Linked DNA regions of Zea mays: region 1 is linked to region 2. The links are chromatin contacts, called in public Hi-C maps. All regions are on one chromosome and are shown on one strand. Each heading gives the region's core, a stretch centred on a gene start, on an enhancer-like site or on the middle of the called end of the contact. The rest is flanking DNA. Distances are from core to core; before and after follow the strand shown. Region 1 overlaps LOC100384304. Region 2 has its middle 8.1 kb from the start of LOC118472071.

What was found. Hi-C and Micro-C count contacts between places; a contact is called where the count stands out from the background.
Region 1: a contact with region 2 is called in a Hi-C map of ear, with 2.8 times the contacts expected there. The contact joins two enhancer-like sites. A contact is called at or near these places in 4 of 25 Hi-C or Micro-C datasets (bundle sheath, ear, endosperm and 1 more) and 1 of 3 datasets of contacts at active chromatin or transcription factors (leaf).

The regions. Positions count from the first base shown.
Region 1 is chr5:174,740,408-174,745,414 of Zm-B73-REFERENCE-NAM-5.0, reverse strand. LOC100384304 reads left to right here. Exons shown (of 10, transcript NM_001176862.2): 8 at 75-240; 9 at 1,071-1,301; 10 at 1,495-1,784. The coding sequence ends at 1,267. Among protein-coding and RNA genes, the nearest start is that of LOC100384304, 7.1 kb to the left of the region's middle. Within about 2 kb of position 2,639, at least 20 of the 20 cell types and tissues checked have an H3K27ac peak or open chromatin away from gene starts, as enhancers often do. A contact at or near this core is called in bundle sheath, ear, endosperm and 2 more, where this site is marked.
Region 2 is chr5:174,674,620-174,679,680 of Zm-B73-REFERENCE-NAM-5.0, reverse strand. No RefSeq gene overlaps it. Among protein-coding and RNA genes, the nearest start is that of LOC118472071, 8.1 kb to the left of the region's middle. Within about 2 kb of position 1,375, at least 18 of the 20 cell types and tissues checked have an H3K27ac peak or open chromatin away from gene starts, as enhancers often do. A contact at or near this core is called in bundle sheath, ear, endosperm and 2 more, where this site is marked.

The sequences.
Region 1 (5,007 bases), core at 1,390-3,889, 64 kb before region 2:
ATTGGGTTTATTAATATCCTTCCATGGTTGGCTTTGTTTTTCATCAAGAATCTTACGGTTGTATTCTGTTTCAGGTAGACTCATACACCACCGAGAAAGCCCTAAAGAAAGTAAAACGTTTGCCAACCTCGGTTCCTCAGAAAATTAATGTCACTAATGTAACTATGGACGGCAAAGGTGATGGTGAATTGGAAAAGCAATCTGTGCAGATGCATAGTGATGTTCAGCAGATAAGCAAAGGTGATGAGAACCAGCAAAGTATAAAAAGGAATTCACCCTTGACTAGGGACCGAATTGCAAAACACAAACAAACATCCACATTCATTGGTGGCCCATCAAATTGGTAGTGATTGGTCTGATGTTTTGTTTCCCAATTTCTAGATATTTAGCATAAACATTTGCTCGACACAAGTTTTTTTTGCCAACTGGTCCTTTTTTTTTTGCCATGTAGGGACCCATATTCTAAAGGAGTTACATTAAGATCCCTCAAAATTTCTGATTTGCCGGGTACTGTTAACATTGTTTACATGTTATGGGTTTTCTTCTTGCATGCTAACTCTCAGTAACACCTCTGTGATGTACTTGCAGTCATTTTTTTGGTTGGCATTTTTGGTGCTCATTGATGATTAAAATATGGCATGCCATTCTCCACTGTTTCTGCTTTATAGCCATGTTTTTAGGAGGGCAGACCTAGTGCCGGAGAGGCTCCCACATGAAGTGGGTCTGGAGAAGGGATAAACCATGGCAAGCCTTCGTCCACAAATGTGGAGAGGCTGTTTCGAACAAGCTCTCGCCACTGCACTATGCCTGCCCTTCAAATTCTGTTGTCTATAAATTGTGATTCCCTTTTATACTTATTTTTTTAGGGCTGGTAGAAATACTACATAAATCTGTGTTCCTTTAAATTTTGATGTCTATAATTCTGCCTCCTGCCAGTCTAGAGTAATCCTTCAGATTTCAGTCATTTTGATTTGACATGTGTAACCTGATGTAATCGTTCTTGAGGAATACTTTGCCAAGATTTGTTCTCTCTTGAGTCTGGAATCACTTATTTGCTTCGCATGATGTAGATCCACCAACTATGGTCAAGGCCAGCAGCCGTGAGGATGCCCAACCAATGACTGAATCATCTAATGCTGAGGTGAACACATCAAGTGCTGTGGCTGCTGGAGAGTCTGAGTCCCATGAAATTGGATCGCCGAAGAGTCTAAAAGATGCTATCAAACCAAAACATAAAAGAAAGAAGAAGAAAAGTGACAGGAGTTAGTTTAGTTGCAAGCCTGTAATTTTGTATGCCCCAGGTGAGTGTTTATTTGTGCTGTTGTTCTGTATTTTTTTGGGCGTTCTTATTGGTACAAGTTTTTACTACTATTTGGTAGTGTTGAATGTTAATTTGATTCTCGTGAATGATTGCGCATGCTACAACTGTATGTTACGACTATTAGAATGATGATTTTGCATTCCCCTAAAAGAAGACATGATTTTGTGTTGCAGATAAATCAACGACAGTCTACAACACCTCAAACTCCTGATTGATTAGGTTTCATCCGGGGTGCCATACATGGGTTTTTTGTGTGTTTTCAATCGTGACTGGTGCTAGTAGTGACAGGCAAATTTTGTACAAGCTGTAGAATTGTATTTTAGGAATGGTTCAGTTAAGCTTTCAGTCAACTTTGCAGCTAGTTCTGTGATGCGTGATGTCCCAGCACTCTTACATTTCATTGTACTGCTCACCGTTAATCTTCCATTGTCCAAACGGTCGTAAGGATTGCCATATTTGTTCCAACAGTCTTCAGTTGTGGTCTACTGGTCTTAGCTTGAAAACAACATTAAATCTTGTCTTTGCTACTTCTTTCAGTCTGTTTTCGTGAGGAGAGTAAATTAAAACTGTGCATAAGTGTAAGTTTGAACCATAATCGTTGGCTTCAAACATATATTCAGACTCCCATAGCCAACAGAATACACATGTTTGTCTTTTATACTATATATATTCAAGTACCATATAAAACTAGAGAGAAAAAACAAGGCTGTGTCGGGTCTAACTTGCTATGTCGATCTAAGGCCCATTTACGACACGGTGATTCGGTCGAGCGGCACAGGCCTAGTGGATAGGTCGGGACATGCTTGGGTCGAACTAAACCGTGTTGGGCCATGAGCCATGTGAAGCTCTCTAATGTGATCTTGATCAACTTGTATTTTGTTCATAAGGGCTCACATTCAGTTCACAAGGTTTGATGGGTCCACGAGACCACAATCAAGTAAACAAACTTGGGACATACGAAAGTTACCTAGTGTGTCTCCACTAAAGGCTAGTTTGGTGACAACAAAATTAAAGGCTATGAGAGAATAACAAGAAATTTCCTTCTCCATGGATCCCCTTCGAGAGACTATTTTTTTTTTGTCACCAAACCAACCATTCTAAGGGAGAATGGCCCAATGGCTAGAGAGAGTGTTGGTCGACCCCATGTTTTGTTAGATATCCAGGTGTTTTTTGAAAGCAACCGTGTATCGAACTCAGCAGGTAGGGGCATGCCGGCATATGGCAGATGCACATGCAGGCGACGGTGAAGGCGGTGGTGACATGGATACGAGAAGAGCGGGAAGGTGAAGGCGGGCGTTGGCGTGTGGCTACGGAAGTGCAGTACGGAGTAGCGTGTCCTCCCTCGTGGTCGCCGGCCTGTCCTGTCGCGGCAAACCCAGTACAAGTACCAACCAACGGTGTCCGCCTCATCCGCCGCCCGTCGGTCGTCCAACTCCAACCGGCTGCATCTTGGAGGATCACCGTACGTCGGGCCGTCGCATCTTGGAGGATCCCATCGGGCCGGTCGGTGCGCCGTCGACCGTCGTCCACCTGATTGATCCGCTGCTACCTGACTGCTCCATTTTTCCTTGGACGCCAAACCACATCCAGATCCAGCCAGCAGCACGGACGACGGACGGAAGGCAGGCCGAGCGCGGAGCAGCCGTGATCTGCAAGAGCGCGAGCTGCCCGGCCAAGTTGGGCAACCAGACAGGACGTGTCGCCTTGCGGAAACACGTTTCTGAAACAAGGTCGACCGCGGGCAGGCCGGCAAGATCACCAACTAGCAAGCCGATAGGTTACCATACCACTTAAATATCTGATCGATTATATATATAGATAGATACAGACAGAGAGATGTTGCGTGTGTGCAGCAGTACAGTGTACTTTTTTTTTTTATTTAGCATGTATACGTACTAATAATACGACTAGTGTAGGTATTTAATTTGCTTTTGTAAAGTGGTACTAGCTGTTTGATCACAGACAAAGCGACGCTAATATATTTTTTTTTGTCGTTGCCCACCACTGCAGTCTGCACGCATGCCTATATGCGCCATCGATTCCTCCTCATTCGATGACAAAACCGCCCATGCCTTCGTCGGGTTTAATTTTAGGCTTTTCGCTGCCCATTCTGTGCGGTGCGGGGGTGGCAAAGTTTGATTGCACATCCCGGCAGCTTCGTCTGCGCCTATATTTAGGCCCTGTTTGGGATAGCTCCGGCTCTAGAAAATTTGGTGAAGTTGGTAGAGCAGGTCATGAGATGCTCCAGAAAATCATGGAGCTAGAGCTGTAAGTCTTTAGAAGACATTTAGATAAGTTATTTTATTTATCATTTAGATTAAAAATATTTTTAAAACTATTTAAATTGATATTATAAACTACAGCTCCACACTGGAGCTGGAACCTGAAGCCATCCCAAACACCCCCTTATTCTAACCCGCCACGCCGCTCTCGCGCCGAAACCATGCCTTGATTTTTTTTTATCATCGAGGAAGATACCGTTCTTGTTGTAGTTCCAAGCCAACATCTCATCCATCCCCTCGTGCACCTGGATGCCGAGTGTATCATGCCTTCATTCCTGCACATGCGCAACAAAAAAAATTTATATATACAGATGAAAAGATCCCATTTTCTATTTGGACTGTTTTTGAATGAAAACGTCGTAAATAAGTATATGTCAACGTACGCACTATCTTCATTATTGTCCCGTTCATTATATAGGACTCGATCAGTGATGATCCGTTAATTTGTAGCCATCCGTCCCTTTTAGTTGTACAGTGTATATATATTAAATAAGGTTATCTCCACCATCCATCAACTTACGCGCGTGCTAATCAATACTCATCATCCTTGTCATCCAAGTCTCGCTCGTGAATCATGATGCCATGCTAATCTATATATTGCTTTCGATCGATTTTATTGCATGCTGATACTATATGCATGGAGAGGCAACAAATCTATCTATATCCACCGAATGCGCCACAGTTTTTCATCTGTTGTGTTGGAAACTTTCTCCTCTTCTTTTATTACTAGATATATGTCCGTGCGTTGCTACGGAATCAATATATCCATTTACAAACATAGTTGTTTCATAAATTAAATTATTTGAAAGGAACCAAAGTTATATGATATGATCATTTTAGAATTTGCATGATTAAGAGAGCTGACACAATCAGATAAGGACATGAACGCATATGAAATTTTACCAGTCATCCATGAAAATTTAAAATGGCAAAGATGTCATATATAGAAAGCAAAAAAGACAAGAAACTACCAATATACTCACTATCGAAAACTTCACACAAACAACATCATACCCCATACATCAACTTCCTTCTTCAACTCCACATCCACTTCCTGTCTGCCATGCTAGAATTAAGAAACACCTTTAGCACAAAGCACACAAAACAAATCAAGTAATCTAAGTCATTGGGTTAGTCATTAGTGTTTACCGGTACAACGAAAAACCGTGCCATCATGTTTGGTGACTTGCGCAGTAGCCATCACGACTGTCGCAACACACGAGGCAAAGAGCCTGTACAATGGCCATATGCTGCAACGACACACAAATTATTTGATCAAATATACAAAATAAATTCTATACCAACAACCTCGCATAGTGGAAAACATCACATAATAAGTGGAAAACATCACATAATAAAATTAGTGTTGCGGTTTAGATCAGGTAGGACATACGGTTGCTATTT
Region 2 (5,061 bases), core at 126-2,625:
TTCAAGATATTTATTTTTTCAAAGAAAATTGATTTATTTTTTCTTAGAAAATATAAATTATTCGGAAAATGGAGTTAACAAATTAGTTATAAATAGTGTAAAACAGTACAATATATATAACTATATATATGGAGCAACGCCAAACAAGTTCTTGGATAAAAGCCAAATCTTTGACTGCAGCTAAAACTACTTTTGATACACAGTTTCTAAAGCTGTTCCCTTTTTTAGGTAGATGTACCAAGCAGGAAGGTCCGCCCAAAGAGCTGCGTGAAACATGCCTCTTACCGAGCATTTTTCCCCTTCCGTTGACAAAAAAAACAAGAAATTGCCACCGCCTTTCTCACATATGTTCAACCATATTTCCACGTTGATATGCGTGACTGTTTGATTCAGTTTTTTCTGAGAAGTTTTTTTTTCAAAAATCTAGCTATAAAGAGAATCTGAGTATCATAAAGATCACATATAAATTAAGGTAAAAGAGTTCATAAGATTTAGGATTGAGAAAGTGACAGTTTTCTACTATCGCAACGACTCAGCCAATTCTATGTTTACGTTGATTTTGGATGATTTTGACTAAAGTGATTCTCATATAAGCGGGCTTAAAAGCTTGACGTTTGAAAGTCCGCAGCAACTTATAGTGGCCAGAAGCTAAAAAAAAGCTGAACTTTGATAACATGACTATGCTATATAATATAAATAAGCCATTAAATATTTCTTAATAATAATTTATATTAACATGACTATGATATAATTTATATTCCTTAACATTTCCTAAATAACACTTAATGTTATAACTTTTTATAATTCTCTCAACAGTTGTAGTTAAACTTGAAATAGCTTAACTCTCAAAAGCTAAAATGTTCAATAATTTAGAATGAAGCGAATATATAAATAAAATGTCTGTATAGTCGTCGATATTCTTAGAAAAAAATGTTGCTTATCCGAATAAGTTCTAAAAGAAAGATTCAATGACGAACAGTACGCCTACCTCCAAGGAAACGATAGACTTGCCATCGCGGCCACGCATATATACCACCGAATAACACTTCAAAGTATTAAGCATATCCATAGGCACATCAATCTATCAATCAATGTCTCAATCAGGTTGAGGATGCACAAGGAGCCATAGATTAAGACGATCACTAGCCAAAAATAAGCCAAGCAGATCCCACGAGATCCGACGGCGGCTGCCGCGCGGCCCCGCCGGCTTCCCCCAAATCGCCGGGCAGCTCGCCACACCGTTGGCCAGTCGCCCTGCCCGTCCTCCTCCTCCTTTTCTTGCGGCACCAACCCGTGGGGGCCAGCCACTCAACCGCGATTACAGTGCCACGTCGGCGCCGCGTCCTCCCCCACCCTCCCACCAACCCCACGTGCAGCACCTGTTAGCTGCCTGCTTGGACCCACCAGGAACGCAGAGTCCTGCATCAGCACGGCCTGGTACGGTACAAGAGCTTTGGCACGACGCTCAGATCATGTTGCGTCGCGCCGTGCCAACATTCCGGCTCAGATACGAATGCTCCCTGATTTTATTAGGTTTGGAGTTACGTCTTTTAATTTTAGCAGTGCTGCTAACTGTCGTGTAAAAGCATGGGGCTATATCAGCGGTGGAGGACACACCAAAATCAAGACGAAATAAAATTCACAATTACCAATTCAAGAGTCATTATCATAATACATTTACAACAAATGTCATATTGCGAATAAATCTGAAAAAGAGAAACAGAGTTATTAATAGCAAATTGATGTAAAAATATGTTACATAATTGAAATAAGAATATACTTCTAATTAAGTCACGTTAAACAAGGAAAACATTTGTCCATTTTTTATTTTCAAATACCTTTTTTATTGATCCGGGTTGGAAACTGAATCATAGGAAGCAAATAAATCCATGTCAGCAGCGCCACCGTGGACGCGGGTAATGCGACGCGTCTAGAGATCGCAACGGCGTGGGGGTGTGGTGGGGGTGGGAGAAGAGGCGACGGGATGTGGCGTTCTAGGGCACCACTACAGAAGCGTTGTGGCGCAGGGCGAACTGTGGAGCTCGGTTGGCTTGCTGGGGCGGATCCGCATGGAGGAGCTCGGTCGGTGCGATAGCCCGCAGGGAGGACCTCACCACGCCGGGTACCGAGGAGCCGGGTGGAGCTCATTCGGTCGGCATGCATGGAATGTAGCTCAAATGTTGGCGTCGCCGACTGGAGGCGAGTGCGTGCGCCTCGCTGGTCTCGCCCAAATAGTAGGGTTAGGAGACTTAGAAATTAGTTTTTTTTACTATGGGTCTCTAGTTGGGATGGACTAAGGTGCTCCTCGAGCAACACCTAGCAATACTAGGTCCTCCGCCCTAGGTTACATCCCATGATCTCAACAATATTATCACGCATGCAAAGGGGTGTTTGGTCCCGTTAGTAAAGTTTAATTTGTATCACATTGAATGTTTGAGTATGACTTACAAGTATTAAATATAGTATAATTACAAAACTAATTACACACATACACACGCATGAAGACTAAATATCTAAACATTGGATGTGAATGGATTAAAATGAGTTTGGTGACGTAGATTCAAACACCCTCTAAATCATTATCTTGTATATATCTATGTATACATGATTACAGCAATAATATGGCTTTGTCTTGTGCCACTTCAACATGATACCATAGCCAAGTAAATTTTATAATTCTCCACCACACATACTTTTCCTCTTCCTCCTTCCATATCTGATGCCACTACTTCTATCACCATGGTGTTGATCCTCATTAAATCCAATGTTTTTCATATGGCGTGCTCCTTTGGTATCTATGGAGCTCGAAGCTTCTAGAATACCATGACGAATCCAATGCCGCCACTGAGAAGAAGATCGCCTCATCAACAGTCTTGCCACCGAAGTCTCCAATTCGATGTATGCTAGCTGGTATGATAAAAAACAACAACTATTAAGTGACCTTCTCTCGTTGATGATTGTCGGGGACCATAATTAGGGGTACCCTCAAGACTCCTAATTCTCAGCTGGTAACCCCCATCAGCATAAAGCTGCTAAGGCCTGATGGGTACGATTAAGTCAGGGATCAGTCCGTTCGAGCGACTCGATCACGCCTCGCCCGAGCCTAGCCTCGGACAAGGGCAGCCGACCCCGGAGGATTTCCGTCTCGCCCGAGGCCCCCCTTCCGACGACGAACGTATCTCCGGCTTGCCCGAGGCCCTGCCTTCGCTAAGAAGCAACCCTGACTAAATCGCCGCACCGACCAACCAAGTCGCAGGAGCATTTAATGCAAAGGTAGCCTGACACCTTTATCCTGACGCGCGCCCTCCGGCAGAGCCGAAGTGACCGCCGTCACTTCGCCGCTCCACTGACCGGCCTGACAGAAGGACAGCGCCGCCTGCGCCACTCCGACTGCAGTGTCACCTGACAGAGTGAGACTGACGGGCAGTCAGGCCCTGCCAAAGGCATCATAGGAAGCTCCGCTCCGCCCGACCCAGGGCTCGGACTCGGGCTAAGTCCCGGAAGACGGCGAACTCCGCTCCGCCCGACCCAGGGCTCGGACTCGGGCTAAGTCCCGGAAGACGGCGAACTCCGCTCCGCCCGACCCAGGGCTCGGACTCGGGCTAAGTCCCGGAAGACGGCGAACTCCGCTCCGCCCGACCCAGGGCTCGGACTCGGGCAAAGTCCCGGAAGACGGCGAACTCCGCTCCGCCCGACCCAGGGCTCGGACTCGGGCTAAGTCCCGGAAGACGGCGAACTCCGCTCCGCCCGACCAAGGGCTCGGACTCGGGCAAAGTCCCGGAAGACGGCGAACTCCGCTCCGCCCGACCCAGGGCTCGGACTCGGGCAAAGTCCCGGAAGACGGCGAACTCCGCTCCGCCCGACCCAGGGCTCGGACTCGGGCAAAGTCCCGGAAGACGGCGAACTCCGCTCCGCCCGACCAGGGGCTCGGACTCGGGCTCAGCCCCAGAAGACGACGAACTCCGCTTCGCCCGACCCCAGGGCTCGGACTCCGCCCTGGCCTCTGCCGATGACCTCCGCCTCGCCCGACCCAGGGGCTCGGACTCGGCCTCGGCCACGGAAGACAGACTCGACCTCGGCTTCGGAGGAGCCTCCACATCGCCCAACCTAGGGCGCAGGCCAGCCACGTCAACAGGAGGCGCCATCATCACCCTACCCCGAGCTGACTCGGGCCGCAGGGAACAAGACCGGTGTCCCATCTGGCTAGCTCCGCCAGATAAGCAATGATGGCGCCCCGCATACTCCGTGACGACGGCGACTCTCAGCCCCCTTACGGAAGCAAGAGGACGTCAGCAAGGACCCAACCGCTCCGACAATTGTCCCTCCGTCAGGCTCCGTCGCTCCTCCGACGGCCACGACATCACACCAGCTGGGTGCCAAAATCTCCCCGGCTGCCACATCGGCATGTACTTAGGGCGCTAGCTCTCCCCCGCTAGACACGTAGCACTCTGCTACACCCCCATTGTACACCTGGATCCTCTCCTTATGCCTATAAAAGGAAGGACCAGGGCCCTCTTAGAGAGGGTTGGCCGCGCGGGGACGAGGACGAGATAGGCGCTCTCTCGGGGCCGCTCGCTTCCCTCTCCCGCGTGGACGCTTGTAACCCCCTACTGCAAGCGCACCCGACCTGGGCGCGGGACGAACACGAAGGCCGCGGGATTCCCACCTCTCTCACGCCGGTCTCCGGCCGCCTCGCTTCTCCCCCCTTCGCGCTCGCCCTCGCGCTCGACCCATCTGGGCTGGGGCACGCGGTGACACTCACTCGTCGGCCCAAGGGACCCCCCGGTCTCGGAACGCCGACAGTTGGCGCGCCAGGTAGGGGGCTGCTGCGTGTCGACGAACAGCTTCCCGTCAAGCTCCAGATGGTCAGTCTCCAGCAACCTCTCCAACCCGGGATGGTGCTCCGTTTCGGGAGTCTTGAGTTCATGTCCCTCGACGGCAGCTACGACATGATACTCCTTCCACCGCCGCGCGACGACGACAATGGCGACCGACAGCCCGCCCGCCGGCGGCGAAATCGACGACGTCTTCCCCGCGTGGCGGAAGAACAACATTCGAGCT